Regions from separate parts of the Canis lupus genome. Here region 1 is linked to region 2. A link is a contact called in public Hi-C data. All regions are on one chromosome and are shown on one strand. Each heading gives the region's core, a stretch centred on a gene start, on an enhancer-like site or on the middle of the called end of the contact. The rest is flanking DNA. Distances are from core to core; before and after follow the strand shown.

Region 1 (6,859 bases), core at 2,738-5,237, 120 kb before region 2:
CTGAGGGCAAACATCTGATCTGACTGCCAGCACTGTCCACCAACAAAAACTTCACAGGGGGTATCACAAAGAGAGAGCCCTGAAGTTTGGGGTCACTGTAACCTCAACAGACAGATTAGGGCCAGACCCTGGGTCTGACTTCAGGTCCCACTCAGAGTATAATGCAGGGACAGCACCATATAGTTCCATGTGATCCTAGTTCTGGCAGACAGGTTGAGAGCAGGCCCAACTACAAGTCCAAGGCAGCCCCCAGACTGGCCCCATAGAGCATAGGACCAAATCCTACCACAGCAAAGAGAGCCATTCCAGATGACTGGACTGAAGGCAAATGTGGCTCAACCACATTAGAGTGTGTGCAACGCATAGAAGACACCCTGAAGGGACGCTTAGGTGGTTCAGCGGTTCAGTACTTGCCTTAGGCCCAGGGTGTGATCCTGGAGTTCTGGGATCAAATCCCACATCAGGCTCCCTGAATGGAGCCTGCTTCTCCCTTTGCCTGTGTCTCTGCCTCTCTTTCTCTGTATCTCTATGAATAAATAAATAAAATCTTAAAAAAAAAAAAAAAAAAAAAAAAGAGGTAGAGAAAGGGAAACCCCATGAAGTTACTGGCTGGTTTTTCAGCAGAAATGTTGCAGGCCAGAAGAGAGTGCATGATATATTCAAAGTGCTGAAAGGAAAAAGTCTGAAACCAAAAGACTATTGTTCAAACTAGAAAGACATATAAAGAGTTCCCAGACAAACCACAAGCCAGCTTTAATAGAAATGTTAAAGGGAATTCTTTGAATAGAAAGGAGAGGCCATAATCAGGAGTATAAAAAATTATGAAAGGAAAAAATTTACACATATGTACAAACATAATAAAACTAGAAGATAAAACCACTTATAAACCACTAATAAGAGATGCCTGGGTGGCTCAGTGGTTGAGCATCTGCCTTTGGATCAGGGTGTGATCCCAGGGCCCTGGGATTGAGTCCCACATGGGGCTCCCTGCAGGGAGCCTGCTTCTTCCTCAGCCTAGGTCTCTGCCTAGGCTGTATCTCTCATGAATAAGTTAAATAAAATCTTTTTAAAAAATTGTAAAAACCACTTATAAAACCAGTATGAAGGTTAAGTACAAAAGCAGTAAAGTCAATTATATCTATAAAAATCAGTTAAGGGATTCACAAAATAAAACATGTAACGTATGTTATCATATACAGAAAATGTTGCGGGAGGGTGGGTAAAAATCTAGTGTTCTTAGAATGGGTTCAAATTTAAGCGATCATCAGTCTAATATATACCGTTATGTGCATAGGATGTTATATGCAAACCTAAAACTACAAATCAAAAACCTATAATAGATATGTAAAAAATAAAGAGAAAGGAATCCCAGAATATCTTAAAGAAAGCCATCAAACCACAAGGGAAGAGAGCAAGAGAAGAAATAAGGAACACAGAATTACAAAAACAACCCTAAAACAAGTAACAAAATGCCAATAAGTAATACCATTCAATAATTACTCTGAATGTACATGGATTAAATGTTCCAATCAAAAGACACTGGGTAACTGAATGGATAAAAAAAGCAAGACTCATTTATATGCTGTCTATAGGTGACTCACTTCAGTCCTAAAGACAAATGCAGATTGAAAGGGATGGAAAAACACTGACCATGTAAATGGAAGCAAAAAGAAAGCAGGAGTAGCAATATTTCTATCAGATAAAATAGACTTTAAAACAAAGGCTGTATCAAGAGATGAAGAAGGACATGCTACGTATTGATAAAGGGAACAATCCAACAAGAAGATATAACAATTGTAAATATTTACACACCCAACATAAGACCACTGAAGTACATAATGCAACTACTAACAGACGTAAAGGAATAAATTGATAATAGGATGCCTGGGTGGCTCAGCCGTCAAGAATCTGCCATTGGCCCAGGGTGTGATCCTGGAGTCCCAGGATTGAGTCCCGCATCCGGCTCCCTGCATGGAGCCTGCCTCTCTCTCTCTCATGAATAAACAAACAAAATCTTAAAAAAAAAAAAAAAAAAAAAAAAGGAATAAAAGTAGGGGACTTTACTACCACACTTACTTTGAATGACATATTGGACTGGATGGACCTAAACAAATATATTCAGAACATTCCATCCAAAAAACAGTGGAATATATGATCTTTACAAGTCCCATGGAACATTCTCCAAAACAGATCACACGTTAGGCCACAAAATAAGTCTCAGTACATTCAAAAGGACTGAAATCATATCATACATCTTTTCTGACCACAAAAGTATGAAACTAGTAATCAACCATAAAAAACCCCCCTGGAATTTTTGGTATGTACCTGGAGGTTAAGTAACATGCTACTAAACAATGAATGAGTCGATCAAAAAATCAAAGAGGAAATTAAAAAATACATGGAGACAAATGAAAACAAAAACACAATAGTCTCAAATCTTTGGGACACAGCAAAAGTTGTTCTAAGAGAGAAGATTAAATAATATAGGCATATCTCAAGACACAAGAAAAATCTCAAATAATCTAATCTTACATCTAAAGTAGAACTAGAAAAAGAACAAGCAAGGCCCAAAGCCAGTAGAAGGAAAGAAATAATAAAGATTAGAACAGAAATAAATGAAAAATACCACTGAGCCACCGGGGCTGCCCTAATGTCCTAGTCTCTACACTCCTTTAAAATCTTGCATTTTTCTTATAGCTTGCATTTTAACATCAAAAAGGCCTTTGCTCTAAAAGAACAGTGACCAAAAGATATGCAATTCTCAGAGAAGGAATTATCAAAGCCAAAAGACACATGGAAAGATTCTCAATCTTATTTAACCACAAAAGAACTGCAAATTTAAGCCACACTGAGCCACGATTTCACATTTAGCAGATTGGCAAAATTTGAAAATATCACAAAATCAAGTAATAACTGGCAACCAAAATAACTATGAACTCGGCATCCCGGGTGGCTCAGCGGTTGAGCGCCTGCCTTCAGCCCAGGGCGTGACCCCGGAGTCCCAGGATCGAGTCCCAGGTCGGACTCCCTGCATGGAGCCTGCTTCTCCCTCTGCCTGTGTCTCTGCCTCTTTCTCTCTGTGTCTCTCATGAATAAATAAATAAAATCTTAAAAAACAACAACTATAAACTATGGTACGAGGGCAAATTGGCACAATTTTCGACAACAATTTGTCATTGCACAATGAAGGCGTGGATGGGAATACGCTTTGCATTTGCAGACTACTCTTGCTCCAGGAGTTCAATACCACGGCCGCGAGAGATTTGCCAAGGTGGAAGCACTGTCTAGTGGATCTTAACGCACCTAAGCACTTGACATATACAAGAAAATTCACATAGTATAATTCCAAAATAAGCAAAATTAAAATGAAATGATTAATTATATGTAAAATTAAATAAAAAAAAAAAGTAAAGGAGACAACCCCAATATACACCTGCAGCAGGCCGCTTTGGTCTCCGTCCAAGTACGTCCAGGGCGCGTCTGGGTGGGGCTTGGGGGAGGGGCGCGAGGACGCGCTTCTGGGGACCGAAGTGGGGCAGGCCCCGCGGGTTACGGGGGCAGGTAAAGCCTTTTCCCTTAAAGCACTTACCTGAGGCCGCCACTGCTGAGACCTGTACACCAGACGGCGGCAGTCAACAGCCGTGACGCGGCCGCACGAATGTCCAGGGAGTGTCGTTTGTCCGCTGACAACTGTTGCCATGACAGCCAGGACACAGGGCGTTTTAGGGACCACAGTCCCGGGCAGGCGGGCGTCAAACGCCCAAGGCCCCCAAGAGCTGCCGAGGAGCGGCCCAGGGCGCAGCACCGAGACCTTCGGCTGGAGCACGCCCACCCGGGGACGGCCCACGGCCCCGCAGGAGGGCGTACGCGCCAGCTGACCCGCGACCCGGAAGGTCTTCGCGGCCGCATCACTTTCTGGGAAGTGTAGTTTCGTGCCCTGGGCGCCCCTGTACCTAAGAAGCAAGCGTAGGCCGGCCCTGCCGTCCTCTTGACGCTCGGCGTGCGCGTCCTCGTGAAGGCGCATGCGCCTTCCTCTCCCGTCGCCCAAAGCGCGCGCGAACGCGCAGCCTTCTGGGAAGTGTGGTTTTACGGGGCGACGTGCGAGGCGCAGGTAACTGGTCGCGGAGACGGAGGGAGCTGGGAAATGTCGCTCCGGTGCGGGCTCCGACCTCCGTCCGCCTCGCGGTAATCTCAGGCAGGCGGCGGAATTCCCCCCGGGTAGCGCCGTCCTCCCGACGGCGGCGGGCGCGGTCTCTCTCTCCGCGGTCTCGCGTGTCAAGTACGCGGAGGGGCGGGCTCGGGATCCCCGGGGCCCGGGCTTCAGGGCCAGGGAGGGCCCGCCGGGGACTGAGGCAAGTGTGGGTCCCGGCAGGGCCTTGGCTCCCTGGGCCCGTCCGCCCGGTAAAAGGGGTGTCGCTTTGCGGCGTGCGCACCCAAAGAGAACCCGGTCCGCGGTGGTTCTTGGGCGATCCAGTCTCGAGCGCGACGCTCTTGCCTTGGTGCAGCCTTCCACAGACTGGCCGAGTGTGTGTTCCCATCGTTTAGGAAAGGAACGCGGCGTCTGTGAATGTCTGCCATGCGTAGTTGCGAAGACCGGACGAGCTCGTAACGTTATTACTGCTGTTTTGTGAGTCTGTCTCAAAAAAAAAAAAAAAAAAAAAGAAAAGAAAAAAAGAATGTCGTAGTCGGTTTCACACGCCGCTGGCACCTGGTGAACGTGCGGCGGTGAATGTGCTGGTTCCGGGGGAGAATGCAGCCCTAGCAGGTGATTCCCGGTGTGCTTTTCCTTGCAGATGTGTCCCAGCGCTGCAGGATAAGCCTCATTTCTTTTCATGGCTCCTTTTTGTGTGTGTTCTTGATCTGCCTTCTCAGGACACTACTCTTCTTTAAGACAAGAGCCTGGGAAGGAGGACTGTGTTGACAAGTCATGTTCCAGGTAAGTCGTCGGTGTCCCCCCCCCCGGATCTTCCCGAAACACCTTAGCAGGACTCTTGAATGTTTGCTTTGCGTCTCTTGCTGGTTCCTATGCGTTTAGGGACCGAATGGATGATTCCTCTCACTGTAGCAAAGAATGCAGCCCCCAGAAGAGCTCCAAAGTGCTGTCTCCTCTCATTGCTCCTGTCTTCTACCATTTTTCTGCTCCAAGTCTCTGTAGAAGTTTGAGCAAAATTGTTGTTTTTATTACAATTCAAAAATTCAGGTTTGGAATTTTGGGTTATTTGCTTTCTGGTTGTCAAAGCGGCATTTTGTGGTCTCAGTCAGTGGTAGATCAATCCTTTCAGTTGTTCAAGTCACGAGCTATTTGGAGTCCTCTTCGATTCTTTCCTTTCTCTTATGACTTACATTCAGACACTCTAGTTGGATCTAACATACAGGATATACACAGAATCCGACCAACGGTTACACCGTCACAGCCACCACCACTGTCACCATCCTGTCGTTCCTCAGCTTAAAATTCTTCCTTTGGGCAGCCCAGGTGGCTCAGCGGTTTAGCACCGCCTTCAGCCCAGGGCCTGATCCTGGAGACCTGGAATCGAGTCCCACATCGGGCTCCCTGCATGGAGCCTGCTTGCTTCTCCCTCTGCTTGTGTCTCTGCCCCTGTCTCTCTCTCTGTGTCTCTCATGAATAAATAAATAAATAAATAAAATCTTTAAAAAAATAAATAAAATAAAATTCTTCCTTTGCTCTAACTCAGACGTTAGAGTTCTACAGTGACTTAAGCTTTGTGCAATTAGGATTTTACCTCTCTGATCTCATCTTCCATGTCCCCTTGTTCCCTGTGAGCTCTAGCCACTGGCTACTGCTACCAGGCCTTGGAAATTGCTGTACCCTCTGCTTGGAACAGTCTTCCCCCAGATCGGTACAAGCTTGCATTCTTTCCTCCTTCACATCTTTGCTCTGTGGTTACTTTCTCAGTAAAGCTTCCCTGCAGTCAACTTTTTCTAACAATCCCTTCTCTTCCTCACTACTTTGTTGTTTTCCGCAGTGATTATCACTCACTAGATAATACACTCTGTTTAATAAACAGAGTTGTCATTGTTCATGTTTTCCTTCTGGGAGGGATTTTTTTTTTTCTTTTTTGTTGACTGTTTTCAGTACCCAGAGTGGTATCTGGTACAAAACAGATGCTTAGTAAATAGTTGTTGACTGAATAAGCTTTGAAGAAATGGTGGGTAGAATCATGGGGTGGAAGGTGAAGCATGCACAGAAGGCACTAGTGGCATATGTGCATGTTGGGCAGAGTCTGGTTTCCTGGGAATATTACATAACTAGAATTGAAAAACTTTTTTTTTTTAAGTAAAAACTAAAGTGAACTAGTTCCCAAAATCATTCATTGATTCATTTTTTTAAAAGATATATTTATTTAATTTAGAGAGAGAAAGAGCATGAGTGAGAGTGGGGCAGCAAGGGGCAGAAGGAGAGGAAGGGAGAGGAAGAGAGAGAATCTCAAGGAGCCTCCTCACTGAGTGTGGAGCCTGAGCAGGTCTCTATCCCAGGACTCTGAAATCATGACCTGAGCCAAAATCAGGAGTTGGATGCTTAACCGACTGAGCTATCCAAATGCCCTTGATTCATTTTGTAGACCCTTATGAAGTACCTGTTAGGAAGAATCATACATGGGTTTGAGTGTACACTGACGTGTAGGACTTTATGATGTAGGGCAATACTGAGAGATCTTTCTATAGTGGTGGAGGTGTTCTTTATGTGTGCTGTCCAGTATGGTAGCCACCAGCTCCATATGATTTGAGTCCTTGAACCATGACTAAAGTGACCCAGGAACTGAATTTTAAATCTTTTAAAATTTTTATTGATTTAAACTTATATAGCCAAATGTGGCTACTGAGTGACTTTATTGAG
Region 2 (6,555 bases), core at 2,479-4,978:
AAAGGAAAGGAGAATGAGCCTGGTTGCTTAGGGTTAGGGATTTATATTGGAAAGAGGTCTGTGTGTTCCTTTGGGAATCCAGGTAGGGTTGGGTCAAAGGCAAGTGTCCAGTGAACAGTAGGCGTTAGTGCGTAAGTTACGGAAGGTTGGGGTGTTGATACCAGTGTCAACCGAGGTTTGTTTAAAGCTAGTGTCCTGGAACATGTATGGGATCTGGTTCTTCTTAGATGTTATTAGGTGTTTGGCGCCTAGGACAAAACTCAGAGAATGGCTTTCTTCCTCCTTGAAGTGGGAACATAGCTTCTTTGGCTTATTCAGAGGCAAAATATGGAACATGAGTAACTGGGGCCTAATAGAAAAAATAGCAGAGGTTGATCCTTTCTAGAACAGAGTTCCTTTAGCTTCCCTATCTCAAAACAAAGGGGAGAGGAGAAGCCTGACTAGAGTTTGGTCCAAATAAAGCAGAAGATAAGAAACAGGGCAATCGAAAACACTTAGTGGGTTTGGAGATCCTGGAAGAATCCCATCACTTCTGCCCAGGGGCCTGAATCTAGGGGGTTTATGGAAGGGTTTCTATTTATTTATTTATTCTAACCTTAAGTAAATCCCCTCACTGCCTTTAGATGCCATTTCCTTTGGTCTAGCAAGGAAATCATGACAAGTCTTTCTGGGTTGTGGGGACCTGATGAAAACATGTGTGTGATGTGCGTCCCCTGTGCCCAGGGCATCCCAATCCCAGGGAGCAAGGCTCCGCATGCTTTTTCAAGGAGACAGCTTTTCTGAGGGCTCATCTTTGGGACAATCCTGGAGCCTTCTTGGACTGGGAGAATAGGGAAAACCCCCAAGAACATAGGTGGGGAGAGCAGCATCTTTAGCATTGTTGCTTCCCTGCTAGAGCACAAGGGCCCCTGGGCAGTCTGGAAGTTCACTGGATTTATCTTTGTAGTTGCCATTTGTTCATGGCAAGTGTAGATGGTTTTCTATTGACAGGGAATCTACATTTATTATAAGTCATTTATTTACATTTGAAAAGGGAGCCTTTTAGAATACTCAGTAATGATAGTGTGTAGGAGTGTTGTGTCCCTTAGGGTGTAAACATGCAATAGGACCTGGGTTCTTTTCTAGCGTGTCCTGTGGACACTCTTACTCTCTAACATGTAGTCCTGTTGACATTCATTATAGCCATGATCATTGTCAGGACCTTTCCTTTCTATTTATTTATTTCCATTTGGCTCCTTCACTTCAGCCCTGCCTTGTACTAGCATCCCATCCTAAAGACATCTTGCCCAGTTATCCCATGTAAGTTACCCCAAATCTCTTTAATCTCTTTACTTCTATTTGGTTGAACTAATATCATCTTCCTCATTTAGTTCCTTTTTGTGGATCTGCCTTTAGCCCTGGAACATGAGCTACCCTTCACCACTCTATCCCCAAGATTAGAACAGACTGGGCCTACCCCAGCCAGTGTTCACTAAGTGGATGAAGAATGCATGATGCTGCTTGTGTGGAAACCAGTTTCACAAGTTGATATTGCCTCTGTGATTTAATGCCATTTTCCCTGAGAAAAAGGTATAACTTATGATGACATCCAATGTGTTTCAAAGTGTTTAAAAATGGCAGATGTAAGGGTACCTGGGGGGCTCAGTCAGTTAAGCGTCCAATTCTTGATTTCAGCTCAGGTCATGATCTCAGGGTAGTGAGATCCAGTTCAGCAATGGGCTTAAAGGGGAGTCGGCTTGAGATTCTTTTCCTCTCCCTCTACCCCTTCCCCGCTCATTCTCTCTCTCAAAAAAATAAATAAATCGGGGATCCCTGGGTGGCTCAGCGGTTTAGCGCCTGCCTTTGGCCCAGGGCATGATGCTGGAGACCCGGGATCAAGTCCCACGTCAGGCTCCCCGCATGGAGGCTGCTTCTCCCTCTGCCTGTGTCTCTGCCTCTCTCTCTCTATCATGAATGAATAAATAAATAAATAAATAAATAAATAAATAAATAAATAAATAAAATACTTAAACGAAATAAATCTTTTTTTTTAAGAGAGAGAAGAGCAGATCTGACTTTTTTTAAAAAAAGATTTTATTTCTTTATTCATGAGACACACACACACACACACACACACACACACACATACACAGAGACAGGTACAGGGAGAAGCAGGCTCCATGCAAGAAGCTGGACACGGGACTCGATCCCAGGACTCCAGGATCACACCCCAGGCGGAAGGCAGATACTCAACCATTGACCCACTCAGCTGCCCCTAAATAAATAAATCTTAAAAAATGACCAGATCTGCAAGTCGAAGTGAATTTTGACTGTATTCAGGTTCACCACTACGTTAAAAAAGAAAAAAAAGAAATAAAAAAAGATAAGATAGGAATGTCACAAAGCCTACAGATCGTTCAGACAAGAATTATTGGAAGAGGAAGAAGAAAGAGTAGAAATATCCTGATGTATGACACAGAAACATTTCTTTAAAATATATGTTTATATTTTTACTTGTGTTTCATGTCACTTTTTAAAAAAAGGAAACAGAACAATTGTAAGTCAGTATAACTATCAGTTTTCTTTCTCTTTTTGTAAAAATATTTTAACTAAAAAAAATATATGTATGTTTAATTAGTCCTTCAGTACTTACATTCTCCTTTTTAAGGTTCTTGCGTTCACGTATCTTAACACACAGTAATAGAACGTACACAATTTATTTTATTTTATATTTTTTTATTTTTTGAACGTACACAATTTAAACATCTCGTAAGAAGCTGCCGTGTCAGAGGATGGAAACATTTTCCTCAAACGTGTTTGTCTTCCTATTATTAGTTGCCACTATTAGCTCTACCTAATGACATTTCTGTAATAGAAAACGAAACCCTACAGAAATACTTCCAAATACCTATTTCCCCCTATTTTTATGTGAAAGTAGTAACACAACCGAGAAATGTCACTACTGTGGCCTGGGGACGGCTGCTTCGGTCAGTGCCCCCCGGGTTGGCTCCCTGTTCTGGGGCTTCAGAGGCCCCCAAGCCCGCCTCGCCCGGTAGGGTCAGGTACTCACTCGCCTCGCGCCCCATCACACTCGCCCAGCCCTAAAGCGGGCGGAAGCGGGTCGGGGCGTCCCTTCAGCCACGCCTGCGCCTGCGTAATCCCAGGCCCGACGGGAACTCCCAGAAGTCTCCGGGCGCGGAAGGGGCGGTCGGTGGGCCGCGTAGGTTCTACGGTTTTACAGCCCTAGACTACATTTCCCACAGGAAACTGCGACGAGGCCGACTCAGCCTTGGGACTACATTTCCCAAAGGCCACCGGGGCAACGGGGACCTCTGCCTTTCCCAGCCTGTTTCTCGTGATTGTGCGCGGCTGCGGACCTGGAAGCCGGAGGAGTCGGTCCCCCGTCAGCCTCCAGGGGAGAACTCTGCGGCCTCAGGCCCGCCCACGGGGCGGCGCGGGCTCCGGCGGAGGAAGGCAGTGAGTGCGGGGCGTGGGCGGGGACGCGCGCGTGCGCGGGCGCAGCGGGGATGCGGGGCGGTGATGGTGCGGCCCGGGCGAGGGGGCTGCGGGGGCGACGCGGGTGGCCGACTGCCTCTGCGAGCTCCTGCGCGGTCCTGCGCCTTTCCCCGCGCAGCCAGCCGGCCTGCCCGAGACTGACGGTCCCGGGGGGAGGAGGTCGGGAGTGGAGCCTTTGAACGGGAGCTTCCGAGCGGGAAGGCCGGGAACTGACCTGGGGACGGGCCTTTAGAGCCTCGAGTTCCTCCCAGAGAAGCTCGCGAGAGGACAGGCTGGGACAGCCCCGGCGTGACCTTCCCGCGAGAGCGCACCCCGGTGGGGAACCTCGGGGTGGGGGTGGGGCGCCCTTCACAACTTTGGGAAGCGCGGCCGCCCCAGAGCGCGGACCGCAGACACCCGCCTTGCTCTCCCTTCCCTCTGCGTGGGGGCTGCGGTCGCGGTGGATCTGGCCTGCACGGTGTTTTCTTTTTTTTAAATATTTTATTTATTTACTCATGAGAGACACACCCAGAGAGGCTGAGACACAGGCAGAGGGAGAAGCAGGCTCCACGCAGGGAGCCCGACGTGGGACTCGATCCCGGGACCCCAGGATCACGCCCCGGGCCGAAGGCGGCGCTGAGCCCTGCAGCGTGGTTTTCTGAGTCACTCCGAACCCCAAAACACAAAGGACAGCTGTCGCCGCACAGGTCTCCTCTCCGATTGTGGTGGTCTCCAAAAGAAAAACCCAGAAGACGAGAAATATCTAAAAGTTGCATATCTAAAAGTTAAGATTTAGGCGGGTCTTGGTGTTTCCTTTTCGTTCACTGAATTGTTTCAGGAGGACGTGTGTTTTCCTTTGCACAGAGTACTCCACGCAACTGTGACCTACTCTGCATCTTCTTTCCAGGGAATGATGGGGTCCTTACAGATGGAGTCCCTCTCATCACCCCCCCTTTTCTACCCAGTATTCTCATTACCGTTTTAGTTGTTATTTCTCACTGCTGATTACAAATCATTTAAATCTTATTCTGTGATCCCTTTTCTAAGAATTTCGATAATGTGTTGTGGGAACACAACTCCTGATGTTTGTTCTTGGGGCTGTATTTTAGCCTTTGATGGAGTAAAAAGATGAGCGTTGATACTGGGTTGGCGTACTGGATGCTACTATACTAGATAATTCACCTTCTCCTGAGGCTTCATTGTCAGGTTTAGCAGGATAGGCATTGGCGTAATAATTTCGGTGGCATATAACAGTCGTCTTCTACGGGAAGCTTTTAGAAGTGGGAACGAGACTGTAGGTTTGAACATGTCGATAGGTCTGTGTCCTGTACTCAATTTTTCTATTTTAATTTTTAATATATATATATATATTTATTTATTCATTTATGATTTATTTATTTATTCATTCAGAGAGAGCGAGAGAGAGGCAGAGACACAGGCAGAGGGAGAAGCAGGCTCCACGCAGGAAGCCCGACGTGGGACTCTATCCCGGGTCTCTAGAATCACAACCTGGGCTGCAGGTGGCGCTAAACCGCTGCGCCACCAGGGCTGACCTCTATTTTAATTTTTAAATTTCATGTTATTTGTTAGCCCTTGTTTCAGATTTGACAGCAGAGTTTGTTTACACATGTCGTTGAACAGTGAGGGGCAGTATTACCACACTGCTGTTGAAGAATAGGAGTTCTGAGTCTTAAATATCTGGCTTTCAATTCGGGCTTTGCCACTACTAAATGTTTACAATCTGCATACTCTGCACATTCCCTTTTTAATTTTATTTTAAATTTTAGTTAAATTCAATTAACATATAATGTACTATTGGTTTCAGAGGCAGAGGTCAGTGATTCATTAGTCTTACATGACACCCAGTGCTCATTACATCCCATGCCTTCCTTTAATGTTCATCAGCCAATTACCTTGTCCCCCCATCCGCCTCCCCACCAGTGGCACTCCGTTTGTTTCCTGTGATTAAGAGTCTCTTATAGTTTGTCTCCCTCTCTGATTTTGTCTTATTTTATTTTTTCCTCTTCCCCCATGATCCTGTTTCTTAAATTCCACATATGAGTGAGATCATATGATAATAGTTTTTCTCTGATTGATTTGTTTCATATAGTATAATACCCTCTAGTCCATCCACATTGTTGCAAATGGCAAGATTTCATATTTTTTGGCTGAGTAGTAGTCCATTGTGTATATATATCTTCTTTAACCATTCATCTGCCAATGGACTTCTGAGCTCTTTCCATAATTTAGTTATGTGGACATTTCTGCTATAAGCATGGGGTGCAGGTGCCCCTTTGGATCACTACATTTGTGTCTTTGGGAGTAAATACCTAGTAGTACAATTGCTTGGTGGTAGGGGTAGCTCTATTTTCAACTTTTTGAAGAGCCTCTATACTGTTTTCCAGAGTGGCTGCACCAGCTTGCATTCCCATGCGTGGAACGAGGGTTCCTTTCTCTGCATCCTCACCAGCATCTGTTTTCTGACTTGTTGATTTTAGCAGTTCTGACTGGTGTGAGGTGGTATCTCATTGTGGTTTTGATTTGTATTTCCCAGATGTCAAGTGATGAACATTTTTTTCATGAGTCTGTTGGCCTTGTGTAGGTCTTCTTTGGAGAAATGCCTGTTCATGTCTTCTGCCCACTACTTGACTGGATTATTTGTTCTTTTGGTGTGGAGTTTGAGTAGTTCTTTATAGATTTTTCGATACAAGCCCCTATCTGATGTGTCATTTGCAAATATCTTCTCCTATTCTGTAGGTTGCCTTTTGGTTTTGTTGACTATTTCCTTACTCTGCACACTCCTTTTTCTAATTTTTTAAATGGGGGTAGCAATAGTTTTTGCTTCATAGGGATAAAATAAGGATAAGAAGTATTAGTGTATGTAATGTCTCTTAAAACCAGGTCTGAACATAATGAGTGCTCAGGAAGTATTAACTGTTCATTTGGTGATGCTGGGTCATTCCTTTTAGAGTTCAGTAGCAATAGAAATAAACTTAAGTTGTTAAAAACAAATTCTTTTTTTTTTTAAACAAATTATTAAACTGAAGACTAACTAGGGCTTCCAAGTGACCACAAACCACT

Evidence for each region. Hi-C and Micro-C count contacts between places; a contact is called where the count stands out from the background.
Region 1: a Hi-C map of blood shows a contact between it and region 2, with 5 times the contacts expected there. The contact joins the promoter of LOC484590 here to the enhancer-like site in region 2. A contact is called at or near these places in 3 of 9 Hi-C or Micro-C datasets (amygdala and blood).

Annotation. Positions count from the first base shown.
Region 1 is chr1:118,573,932-118,580,790 of UU_Cfam_GSD_1.0, reverse strand. It overlaps LOC484590 (zinc finger protein 181), which reads left to right and starts at 3,987. Exons shown (of 5, transcript XM_038529394.1): 1 at 3,987-4,111; 2 at 4,794-4,936. The coding sequence starts at 4,928. It overlaps LOC119875931, which reads right to left and starts at 4,834. Exons shown (of 4, transcript XM_038525565.1): 1 at 4,709-4,834; 2 at 3,590-4,633. The coding sequence starts at 4,834.
Region 2 is chr1:118,453,629-118,460,183 of UU_Cfam_GSD_1.0, reverse strand. No RefSeq gene overlaps it. Among named protein-coding and RNA genes, the nearest start is that of ZNF792, 33 kb to the right of the region's middle. Within about 2 kb of position 3,728, at least 17 of the 20 cell types and tissues checked have an H3K27ac peak or open chromatin away from gene starts, as enhancers often do. A contact at or near this core is called in blood, where this site is marked.